Regions from separate parts of the Sus scrofa genome. Here region 2 is linked to region 1. A link is a contact called in public HiChIP or PLAC-seq data. All regions are on one chromosome and are shown on one strand. Each heading gives the region's core, a stretch centred on a gene start, on an enhancer-like site or on the middle of the called end of the contact. The rest is flanking DNA. Distances are from core to core; before and after follow the strand shown.

Evidence for each region. HiChIP or PLAC-seq counts read pairs in DNA pulled down with a chosen protein or histone mark.
Region 2: a contact with region 1 is called in an H3K27ac HiChIP or PLAC-seq map of alveolar macrophages. The contact joins the promoter of ROGDI here to the promoter of MGRN1 in region 1. A contact is called at or near these places in 1 of 47 Hi-C or Micro-C datasets (epiblast stem cells) and 1 of 2 datasets of contacts at active chromatin or transcription factors (alveolar macrophages).

The regions. Positions count from the first base shown.
Region 1 is chr3:37,745,336-37,751,565 of Sscrofa11.1, forward strand. MGRN1 (E3 ubiquitin-protein ligase MGRN1) reads right to left here and starts at 2,771. Exons shown (of 17, transcript XM_021086677.1): 1 at 2,513-2,771. The coding sequence starts at 2,600.
Region 2 is chr3:37,588,448-37,594,360 of Sscrofa11.1, forward strand. ROGDI (protein rogdi homolog) reads left to right here and starts at 4,535. Exons shown (of 11, transcript XM_021086663.1): 1 at 4,535-5,633; 2 at 5,705-5,776. The coding sequence starts at 5,589. It overlaps GLYR1 (putative oxidoreductase GLYR1), which reads left to right. Exons shown (of 16, transcript XM_013995678.2): 16 at 2,922-5,045. The coding sequence ends at 2,996.

The sequences.
Region 1 (6,230 bases), core at 1,521-4,020:
AGTTTTTTTTTTTTTTAGGGCCGCAGGTGTGGCATATGGAAGTTCCCAGGCTAGGGGTCAAATCGGAACTACAGATGCCAGCCTACACCACAGCCACGGCAATGCCAGATCCTTAACCCACCACCACGTTAGGCCAGGGATCCAACCCACATCCTCAGGATACTAGTTGGGTTCATTTCCACTTTATTATTTATTGCACTCATTTTTTAAGTTTATTTTTTTGGGGGGCCACACCCTCAACATGTGGAAGTTCTCAAGCCGGGGATCTGAGCCTCAGCTGCAGCAACACAGGATCCTTAACATACTGCAGCCAGTCAGGGACTGAACCCACGTCCTAGCAGCAACAGTGCCAGGTCCTTAACCTGCTGCACCAGAGGGAACTCCCTGACGAGAGATTTTAGAAGCCCTCCCCCTTCCCTCTCTGTGACAGGTATGTTAATTGATCTTACTGTGATAATCATTCTCCGATAAATATACATATCAAATCAATATGTGTACAACCTTAAACTTACATAATGTTATATGCCAATTATGTCTCAATAAAGCTGGGGGGAAAAATGGACAGTGTTACAGAGCTGTAAGAAAAAACTACCAGCACTCAACGATTCAATACGATCAACAAAACTGGCCCAGACTTGAAAAGAGATCAACTTTCTCATAAATGGACTATGGCCCATGGGTCCCTAAAATCATCTCAAAGCCCCCCCTCCCATCCCCAGCCCACCCTTGAGGAAACATACTAAAGCACTGCGTAGGTCCCCAGCTGCCTCCTGGAACAAGGTGGCCAGAGGGACAAGGAAGCAGAAAGGACAGGCCCAAGAGAGTCTTGCTATCACTGGCAGCAGAGCTGAGGTGGCCCATGGCACCCAGATGCCAGCCCCAATCGATGAGACGTGGCTGACTGTAGCCAAGAGTGGCCCAACTGATTAACAAAATCTGCCACGTAGGATCCAAAAGTGGTGCTCTAAGTGCCTTTTGTGATTTTGTCCAAACGCCCAAAGGAAAAAATATCAAGTTTGCTCTGATCCCAGAGAACAGCAGGTGCCACCTTAAACCTTTGTTTGTCTTTTATCTTTTTAGGGCTGCACCCACAGCACATGGAGGTTCCCAGGCTAGGGGTCGATCGGAGCTGTGGCTGCTGGCCTACGCCACAGCCACAGCAACGCAGGATCCTTAATCCACCGAGTGAGGCCAAGGATTGAACCCGCAACTTCATGGTTCCTAGTCGGATTCGTTTCCACTGCACCACGACGGGAACTCCCCCAGCTTAAACTTTTTGCTATCTCTGCCAAGTCACTGCTAACTGCAATTAGACTCTGACTTGGTCACCTCAGAGTCTAAATGCAGTTAGAATTTTCTAATTTTCTTTTCAAGCCATTACAGCAGCTAACATTTTTTGAGGTGTTTAAATGCAGGTTCCTAGGCCACAGTGGCAGGGGCAGCAAGTCTGACGTGGGGCCTGGGAAATGCACGTTAAACAAGCTTCCCCACAGGTGGTTCTGGAGGACACTCAAAGGAAACCTGGCCGGGAGGTTGCCCGCAGGCCAGCTGTGAGGCCTGGAAGACCACGACCTCAGATCAAAGGCTTCTCCTTGGTCCTCCCTCCCCATCCTCCTCCTTCTCTCCTCTCTGGGCAAATGAAGGGATGAGGAGACGGCAAGAGTGAGAAAGCCCAACTAAAGTTCCAGGTTAGGCCACACTCATCATCAGAAACAGAACAGTGGGGTGGGTACAACCGTCTGAGAGTCCAAGTCCAGGTCCTGCTCCCAGATGCACTTCCATCCAGCCCTGAGACCTTGAGAAAGTCACTTCTTCCAAAGTCACTTCCTCCCTGGAGGCTCAGGTCTCTCAGCCACAAAACAGGACACAGGCGAGCCTGGCAAATCTCCTCCAATCATTCTCAGGTTCTCCACTAAGGATTCCCAGCTGCTCTCCCATCCATGGCGGCAGGGCCTCCTTGGGCCCACCCACCATCCACCACACACCACGCACACCTGCCAGGACACAGGACAGCCAAGCCCCTGTCCAGAAGACACGGAGAGTGTCCAGAACCACTGGCTGGGTCTTCGCAGGAAGCGAAGAAGGGAACCCCCAAAGGAAGCGAAAACTGGCGAAGAAGTGATGTCAATCCTTTGGACAATGACCACTTTATCAGCACAAGCGAAGCGCCGGGCACCGTGCTAAGCCCTCACCAGCGTCGCGCCCCTGAACCTCACCCCCCCACCCTGGGGGTTTCCTATTGAGTGTCTCGCCCTGTGCAGCCGAGGGAGCGGAGGCACGCAGGGGCGAACTGACTGACCCAAGGTCACCTAGCCGGGACCAGGCAGTCAGCCCCGGGCCCGACCCACGCCCCGGGGTCCTGGTGGCGGAGCGCGCGGAGCCCCGGGTAGGGCTGCTGCAGAGGGGCCCGCGGGCCGACCAGAGCTCCTAATCCACCCTCCGCGGAGAGGCCCGCGCCCCAGCCCGCGCCTCGCTGTCTGCGCCCAGGGCCGGGGCCGGGACAGCACCTCACCGGACTTCGGTGGGTAGCGATAGGCCGAGTTCGCCTGGATGTCAATGTCCTCCACGCCCGCGATGCGGCGGCTCAGGATGGAGCCCATGGTGCGAGGCGGGCTGGGCCGAGGCTGGGACAGGGGCAGCTGCGGCGGCCTCACACAGTCATGGCCCGGACCAGGCCGCACGGACACTCGCCCACAGCCGCGGGCGCTCGGCCTCCGAGCCCCCACCCCCGGCTCGGCCTCGGGCCCGACGCCACGGCGGCCCTCCGCCCCCCCGGCGCTGAGGCACCTCGGGAAATGGAGTCCCCTCCGCGCCGACGCTGCCCGGCGGCCGCGCGGGAGGCCCACCTAGGAACTACATTTCCCAGGAAGCTTCTCGCCCAGGCTCGCTGAAGTTGTTGACAAATGCTTCGGGACAAACCAAATGGACCGGAGTCCAGAGGGGAGGACCCCATCAACTGCAGTGCAAATTATCCCTCCCTCTGCATTCCAAGCACAAGACTAACGTCGTAGTTCTTTAGCCTTCTATTAATAATTTTATTTTCATACATAGTCTCTTCTAGGAACCAACGCCTTCCATTTACTCCTTTCTGAAAAAAATCTCTCTGCACTACCATGGATCTCCCCACTTCCCGGGATTTAATCTCCTGGCCCGGCCAGCAGAGGGCAGACCCTTACCTGCCACCTGCAAAGAGTTGGGACGGAACCCCAATCACCCAGAGCGGTGCTCACAGGAGAAACGAGGCACCTTCCCCAAAACTCTAGGCATCTCTCCAGCTCCACGTCCAGAACAGTTACTTTGAAGACATAATTTTAAAGCTCCCCGCAGAGGCAGTAGACCTCTCCGCACTATACAGAGAGGGGAACTAAGGCACAAATGAGGGAGGGCCACCCGGAATGGCGCTGAAGACAAGTTTATAAGATTCAGGTTAGAGATTAAGCCTCCTGTCAGGTTGCAATGTACTTTCTTGGTTTTGATTCACACAAAACTCTAAGCAGACCAAATGAGAATCTGTTTTCACCTACTTTTCAGTTGCGAAAAGGCGATTCTAAGAAAGGACTTTCCCCAAGATAGGTGTTGGGAGGGCAGAGGCTGGCTAAGAGTCTCAGATGGTAAATTCACCACAGTTGGCATTAAAGTGAGCCCTACAGCTTCCTAGAGGCCAGAACCCATCCAGAATATAACCTTCCTATTTTCAGGAGACTTGGAAAGCCAAAAATAAAAACGGAGGTGAGGGATTTGTGTGATTATGAGGGAGAATCCAGGTCTTGGGGAAGCTCGGTTTAAACTTTCTGCCCTGCACCCAAGATCCCCATTTACTGCACCCCTACTATGTGCTAGACATTGGTGTTGAGGGCTAAACACACATCTCCTCTTTATTTTTAAAGGCCACACCTGCAGCATATGGACGTTTCTGGGCCAGGGACTAAATCCAAGTCACAGCTGTAACCTACAGGTCCTTTAAGCCACTGCACCTGGCCAAGAGTGAACCTGCGCCTCCGAAGCAACCAGAGGCATTGCAATCAGGTTCTTAACCCACTGTGCCACAGCAGGAACTCCATATCCTCTCTTTTAATTCTCTGTCGTAGGTTCTATTTTCATTCCCAATTTACTGAAGGGGAAAGAGGCTAGGCAACGTGGAGTATCCCACTCAGCTTGCATAGTAGATAAGTGGTAATACAGCTGGAATTTGACCCAGGCCACTCCTTTTAATGCCACGCTCTCCTGCCACCCCTACCCACCCCCACCCGAGACAGGTACCCTCAAGTGCCAGATTTCTTGTCTCTTGCCCCCAGATGGGCCTGAAGACACCCCCATCCCATGTGACCTTTCTTCTCTTCCTTTAAAAGGCTTTCTGTTGAATCACATAACACTGTTGAATCATATATACATAAATAGATATACCAACACGGCATCCAATTTACCAGGCTCCCTGTTTGGAGGGGAGGGGAGGAGGATACTAAGGGCCCAGATGTTCTGGCTGAAAAACAACCCTAAGAGCACGTCCTCCCTATGGATCGTGGGCCAGGGCAGCCGTTTCCATGGGCTGGATGTCTGATTAATTACATACTCCTCTCAAAAGAGCTTTGGACTTGAAGTGTATGGTTCTGTGCTTCTCCACCCACTATTTGGAGATAGGACCTTTCTGATTTGATCCTGGTTCTATTATCAACATCTTGGCTGATTCATTTTTTTATTCAACAAATATTTATCACGCTACTATGTAAAAAGCAATGAGCCAGGCATAGAGATTAAATGGTAAAACCCACAGATATGGAACGTTTAGTGAGAAACAGACATGAAAGGAGAACAAGTGTATAAAAATACAAAATATGGGTGCTGTAGGGAGTTCCCATCGTGGCGCAGTGGTTAAAAAATCTGACTGGGAACCGTGAGGTTGCAGGTCCAATCCCTGGCCTTGCTCAGTGGGTTAAGGATCCAGCGTTGCCGTGAGCTGTGGGGTAGGTCGCAGACGTGGCTTGGATCCCTCGTTGCTGTGGCTGTGGCGTAGGCCAGTGGCTACAGCTCTGATTAGACCCCTAGCCTGGGAATCTCCATCTGCCATGAGAGCGGCCCTAGAAAAGGCAAAAAGAAAAAAAAAAAAAAGGTGTTATAGGGGAATGGACTAAGGTGCCATGAAACACCAGGACCGGCGTACCATTGATAAGGGAGTCAGGGAAGGTTTCTCGGAGGAGGTGATATGTAAGCCCAGACTTGAAGTACAAGTAAGAACCAACCAGGCAAACTCTGAAGGAGTAGGTCAGCCTAGGTTCCAGGCAGGGAGAACAGCATGTGCAAAGGCCCTGCGGAGCTGAGTGAGATCCATGAGCTCAAAGCCCAGTGTGGCTAGAGTCAAGGAGGCAGGAGGGTTGGGGTGCAGAGGTGAGGAGTAAGGTCAGGAGTAAGGGCCCAGACCTCAAGGCCCCTCCGTCAGCCAGCATCTGGTCCTTGGAGTCATAAAGACAGACCCACTTCATGGCTTCCTAGTTAGGAGTCCTTCAAGTCTAGACTTCACGAGCCTCCTGAGGGAGCAGGATTGCTGCTGATGCATTCCTGTCTTCCCAGACCCAGTGGATGCCTGATAAACACATCCGTGGAGTGACTGAAGGAATGCAGGGCTCTGGGCCCTCCAACTCTGGCAAGGTCCTCAATCTCCCTGGACTTCAGATAAGATGAAGGCACTGCCCCAAATGCCTTTTATCCCTCCCTTCCCCCATCTACTGACCCCGACTGTCAGGCCCCATCCAAGCCTGTTAAGAAATCCAAAGTCCACCCTCTAGCCAGGCTGATCCTGGCTGCAAACAAGCTTGTTTTTCATTCCCTGCTGCCCTTGGAAAAACAAGCTGGCTGGGGGGCCGTAGGGGCGAGAGGGCGGACCTTCGCTCCTACTACCCCACTGCCCCACCCCAGGCAGCTGGCTGGCCTGGAAGAGCTCCTTCTGGGCTGGGCAGGTCTAGGCAGGCACCTGAGCGAAGGTACTCCCTCTCTCGCTAAGCAAGAAAAGCCCCCAGTGGGTCCTGCCAGGGCAGTGCCCATCCTCCTTTGCCAGAAACACACCTGCTGCTCACTGGGCGCCTGCTCTCCTCCACGGGCTCTGAACACTGTCAAGAGTGTAAAGAGGTTTGGATTCCAACCTCGGTTTCCTCATCTGTAAAATGGGGCTTGGGTCCCCTAGAGCAGTCCGGGTGGAGGCAAAGAAATGGTGCTCCGAGCACCAAGCCCATGCCAAG
Region 2 (5,913 bases), core at 3,285-5,784, 160 kb before region 1:
ATTTATTTTAAAGCTCTATGTATAAGCCATATGCATTTTTATTCAAGTTAAATAGAGATCTCAAGTGACTTGTTCTGTCGAAGCAAAGAAAACATGCACTGCTCCATTCAGACCTGTCTTTTCAGAATTTACAAGTCTTCTGTCCCTGAATTCTTTTCTGTCCTTTCTTGTCGGTCTGAACGTTTCAGAGTACTTATTTCACTGTTCACTGTGGCACAGTTTCTCGTTCCTTCTGTTTTACCTGCAGGTTCTCTCCGGGCAGTGGAATTCCTCGTGTGCTGTGTAATTTTTTTGTCAGTGAGCTTGTCTGTAACCGTGGTTACTTGTGAAGGGTTCCAAGGTGGCTTGTGTTGGGACCACTTCTCAGTGAGGTGGTTTTCACGCGCGCGTGCCTCTGCCCTGACCCTACAAGACTCACTGGCTTAGAAACAGACATTTGGGTCATGTGGGTTCAGGCTCTCCCCTGTTTGAGCTCAGGAGCTGAAGGTTCACGGGTCCTTTAACTTCTTTGTCCTGAAGTCTGTTGATGTGTGCTTGGATTGCCATTTATCCCCCCTGGCTTTTGTCTCTGTTCCTCCTTTCTCCTTTGTGTTGGGATATTTGAATAGTTTTTGGAATTCTACTTTATCTGTTGATTTGTTTTGTTTTCTTGTGGCCACACCTGTGGCGTGTGGAAGTTCCTGGACCAAGGATTGAATTTGAGCTACAGCTGTGGCAATGCTGGATCCTTAACCCACTGCGTTACACCACAGCCACCCAAACCACTGCAGTCAGAGTCTTAACCCCCTGTGCCACAACAGGACCTCCCATCTATTGGCTTTTTAATGATGCATTATTTTTCTTTTATCTTTGCTCTAGGGATTGCTATATGCATCTTTAACTTCACATCCTAGATTGGACCTCTTTATATAAAATGTATATAGAGTTACCTCTCCATCCCTTGGCCTTTAAGGCAGGATTTCTCAGCCTGGGCACTGTTGACTTCGTGTGGGAGGAGCTGTCCAGTACATGGCAGGATGCTGAGCAGCATCCCTGTCCTCTACCGCTAGAGGCTGATTGCACCCCTTAGTTGATAGAAGGTGTCTCCAGTCATTACCAAATGCCCTTGGAGTGCCGGGGCAAAACGACCCCAGGTGGAGAATCCCTGCTTTAGGATACAGATGTCCTGTGTACTACATTTGCCTTTGTTTTGAACACATTGGTGTTGGAATATCTTGCCTTAAGTAGTCATATGTATTTTAAAGAAATTAAGAGAATTCCCATTATAGTTCAGCGGGTTAAGAACCCAGCTGGTATCCATGAGGATTCAGGGTCCATCCCTGGCCTTACTCAGTGGGTTAAGGATCCAGCATTGCCAGAAGCTGCATCATAGGTTGCAGATGCGGCTCAGATCCGGTGTTGTTGGGGATGCCACGTAGGCCGGCAGCTATAGCTCCAATTCAACCCAGAGCCTGGGAATTTCCATGTGCAGCGAGTACAGCCCTAAAAAGACCAAAAAAAGAAAAGAGAAAAAAATAATTTTGTATTTGTTTTTATTTCTCTAATTTACCATTTCCAGTGCTTTCCATTTCTTCCTGCAGAATTGAATTTCTCTCTGGTATCCTTTCCTTTCAGCTGGAAGAACTTGATTTAGCATTTCTTGAGTGTAGGTCTTCTGTCAGTGATTTAGTTCTCTTTTATCTGAAAAGCTCTTCAGTTTTCATTCTGAGTTGCCAGTTACACTGGAGCTGTAATGGACAGTAATTATGGTAGCTCCAACTGGGCTTTGTTTGTGGGTGGTTTTGGTCTTTTTTTCTTTCTTTCTTTCTTTCTTTCTTTCCTTTTTTTTTTTTTTCTTCTTTTTAGGGCCGCACCCACGGCATATGGAAATTGCCAGGCTAGGGGTTTGAATCGGAGCTACGGCTGCCAACCACAGCCACAGCCACAGCAGATCTGAGCCACCTCTGCAACCTGCACGACAGCTCACGGCAGCACCAGATCCTCAACCCACTGAGCAAGGTCAGGGATCAGATCTTCATCCTCCTGGATCCTAGTCGAGTTTGTTACCACTAAGCCAAGATGGGAACTCCTTTCCCCCCACACACACATCTGCAGCCTGTGGAAGTTCCTGGACCAGGGATCAAACCTGGGCCATAAGCAACGACCAGGCCACTGCAATGATAACACAGATCCTTGGCTGCTAGGCCACCAAGGTACCCCCTGGGCTGTGTTTAAAACAAAAAGAAATGCAGTGAGCCATGTGGGAGGAACCTGTGTCTAGCTGCATGTTCCGGCACGACTAGACGCTGTTCTGCCTTCGTTGAACTCTGGCCTTTTAATTCTTCTCACACTCTTTCTTCTTCACCTAGTGCCTCTGGGGTGGCTGTTAAAAGGCCAAGCACCATTCTAGGCTCTGGGGACACAGGGTGCAGCCCCTTCTCCTTGTGGAGCTTACATTTTAATAGATGGAGGCGCATAAATAGAGGTATGAATAGAATAGGACAGAGTAAAGGGATAGAGGTGACCGGGTGAAATGGTAGAGCTGCTGCTGTGGACAGGGTGGTCAGGAGAGGCCTGGGAGCCAATTGGGAAGGAGCCCGCCATGCTGAGCCCAGAGAGTAACCTGGCAAGTCTCCAGCAGGGCGGGACAGGATGGTAATGACTAACGAGGCCGAAGGCTGCCTCTTAGAGCTTTACATCCCTCGCTGCGTTTAACCCTCGCAACAGCCCTCTTTACCTTCTCCACAAAATCAGGCACCAGTGGTGGAGGCACAGAGGAACTGAGGCACTTTGTCCAAGATCAGGCCAGTCAGTGGGGCATCCAGGAGTCCCATCCAGACCACCTGGACTCCAGAACCTACCCACCTAACCGCATCTAGAACCGCCTCTGGGCAGCAGGTCAGCTCCGTGGTCAGACTAAGCCCATGTCCTTTCTCTTCCAGGTGTACAAAAGAGCCAAGGCACTGGACCAGTCTGACAACGACATGTCCGCCGTGTACCGAGCCTACATACACTAAGCCCTTGACCCCAGCCCACCCCCATCTTCCCCCTGACCCCCTCTTCCTCACATGGGGTTGGGGTCCTGGGACTTAATTCTGGACCAGTCCACCTGTCTCCATCTCCTTTTATACAGACTCTGAGACTTGCCATCAGCACAGCACACAGCATCGCTCCTCTCCTGAAGGTCTTGGAGAGGGGAGGGTGTCGTCAGGATTGGCCTGTGGGAAAGCTCTTGAGCTGGGCACTGGCCCTGGACTAGGTGGCTGTGTGTTCACTCACACACACACACACACACACACACATACACACACACACCCCAACACACCACACCACACCACATACTGGCTCTTGCCCCAGGATAGAAGCTGCCCAGAAGCTGCTGCCTGGCTTTTTTTTTTTTTTTTTTTTTTTTTCTACTTCTTCCAAGCTGTCTTATCTCAGACCCCTTCCAGTCGAGGAACTAGAATCAGCAGGGAGAGCTGGAAGCTTTCCTACTGCTTCCCTCAGAGCAAAGAGGCAATGGTTCTCTCCACCGTCCCCCACTGGATCCCACGCAGAGGGAGAGGCTCTGGGCCAAGATGAGCCAGCACAGACTCTAAACAGAGAGTCCCACGGGCCCTCCAACCTCAGGTGACCAGCTGATGAGGATTGTCATGTTTAAGCTACCGGTGCGCAACCAGCTCTCCATAAATGCCTTTGTGAGCTGAAGAGAGATTGGCAGAGTCAAAGCAAAGACAGGGCTCTGGCTTTCCAGGGAAAGCAGCAAACAGCCAGCCCCTAGATGAGCCTCAGAGAAGCCTCCTCTCCTCGCTGCTCTTCAGCACCTGTCCCAGAAGTCACCGCCACTGTGGATCCCTGGGCTGGGATCAGACTTGATCTGGTGTAGAGGCGCTCTCCCCACACCAAGCTGTTGTAGTGTTTGGATTTGCATTCCAGCCCTTGGGAAGGGGTCCTGAGGGCCACCACTAAGGAGTGGAGGGGGGGGTTCCTTCCTGTTTCCGTTATGCCATAGCCCCTTTACCTGGTTCTAAAGAGCCACTCTGACCCAGGTCCCCTCCCAGCAGTCCCATCTTCTCCAACCTGTCCCTGCACAGGTCCCTTGCATGCTCACCTCCGCTCTCCTCCCTTCCCCCTTTTCCTCCTATGGAAACAGTATTTCTTTCTGTCTGTTCCTTCTTTGGCCCAGACCCAGCCTGACTAACGATGACCATTTCTTAGGCTCAGCTCTTGAAACGGGACTGATTGTCTTCACTTCAGCCAGCAGCACCGTCTTCGGTGTTTCCGGGGCCCGGGGACTGTTGGGAGGAAAGCGGAGAACCAGGCCTGACCAGACCTGAGTTAACTAACCCTCAGAGGTGGATCTAAGACATCCTCGAGACCCGAGCATTTCTCCTGGGATAGGGGACCAGAGGGGCTTAGAACGTGGCATAAGAAAAAGGAGAAGTCACCGAAAGGATGTCAGTGTTTCTCCCTCGGCACGGGTTGGGTTTTCCAAAGTCACACGTTAGAGGGTCAGCATTTACAGTGAATATGTAATAAATACGAGGCGGCCATGCTGGTCTGGGCCCCTCTGCTTTACAGCCTTGTTCCTTTTCAGCCCATCGAAACCCAGGTTAGGGGGTCTCAGAAAATGGGGGCAGGGGAGATCCCTGTGGTTTTTGGCACAGTTGTTAATTTCACTGGGATTTTGAATTTTCTGTCTGAACACAAAGCCTGTTCTAGTCCTAGCGGGACACTGGGGGGTGGGGGTGGGGGAGGATGCTGTAATGAAACTGGTTAGTGTTGTCTTAATATTGTTGACAATTCTGTAAAGTTCCTTTTTATGAATATTTCTGTTTAAGCTATTTCACCTTTGTTTTGAAATCCTTCCCTTTTAAGGAGAAAATGTGACACTTGTGAAAAAGCTTGTAAGAAAGCCCCTCTTCCACAACCCCTTTTTTTTTCCTTTAAATCTCCTTTAAATGACAAATCTAGGTAATTAAGGTTGTGAATTTTTATTTTTTGCTTTGTTTTTAATGAACATTTGTCTTTCAGAATAGGACTGTGTGATGTTTAAATGGCAAAAACAAAACATGATTTTGTGCAATTAACAAAAGGCTACTGCAAACAAAATAAAACGTTTCTTGATAACACAACTGGATCTTGGTGGTGGTCCGCGCCGGAATACGGACACCGCGCTATGTGAAGAAAAGAGGTGTAGGCCCGGGCCGAGGGTTTCTTCCCGGCCAACGGAACTAGCGGGCCGGTGGCGAGACCGGGCGGGAATAGACTTCCCTGTCGGCCAATCGCCGGGAGCAGCGAGAGCAAGCCGTCTCGCCGGCCAATAGGTGAGTGCGAGCGAAGCTGGGCGCCCTATCGGAGCCGGGAAGGGGCGGGACCAGCGGCCGCCGCGGGGCAGCCGGAGTGCTCGGCGCTGGTGCCGGCGGCGTCCAGGACCAGCCGGCGCGGGCGGGTTGAGGGCCCTTGCGGCGCAGGGGGCTGGGGGCGGGGCGGGAGCACGCGCAGCCAATCGGCGGCGGGGGGTGGGCTGGGGCGCCGCCGGTGTTCCGAGCGACGAGCGACAAGCAGACCGCGGGCAGGTGACGGTCGCTGGGCAGCGAGCGGCGGCGATGGCTACCGTGATGGCAGCGACGGCGGCGGAGCGGGCGGTGCTGGTGAGTGGCGCGGGCGAGGTGGGGCGGGGGGCAGTGGGCCCAGGCGACTGACAGCGGGCCTGTCCCCGCAGGAGGAGGAGTTTCGCTGGTTATTGCACGATGAGGTGCACGCCGTGCTAAGGCAGCTACAGGACATCCTCAAGGTAACGCGCCTCGAGGGTCTCTGTCCCCACCCTCCCCAGCGCGGCTCCCTCCTCCGCCTCCCGCAGCTGCCGCCCGAGCGCCGACTGGGTACGCGACTGTGTACGCCCTGCCCTTAGTGAATTTAGAGTCTAGCCAG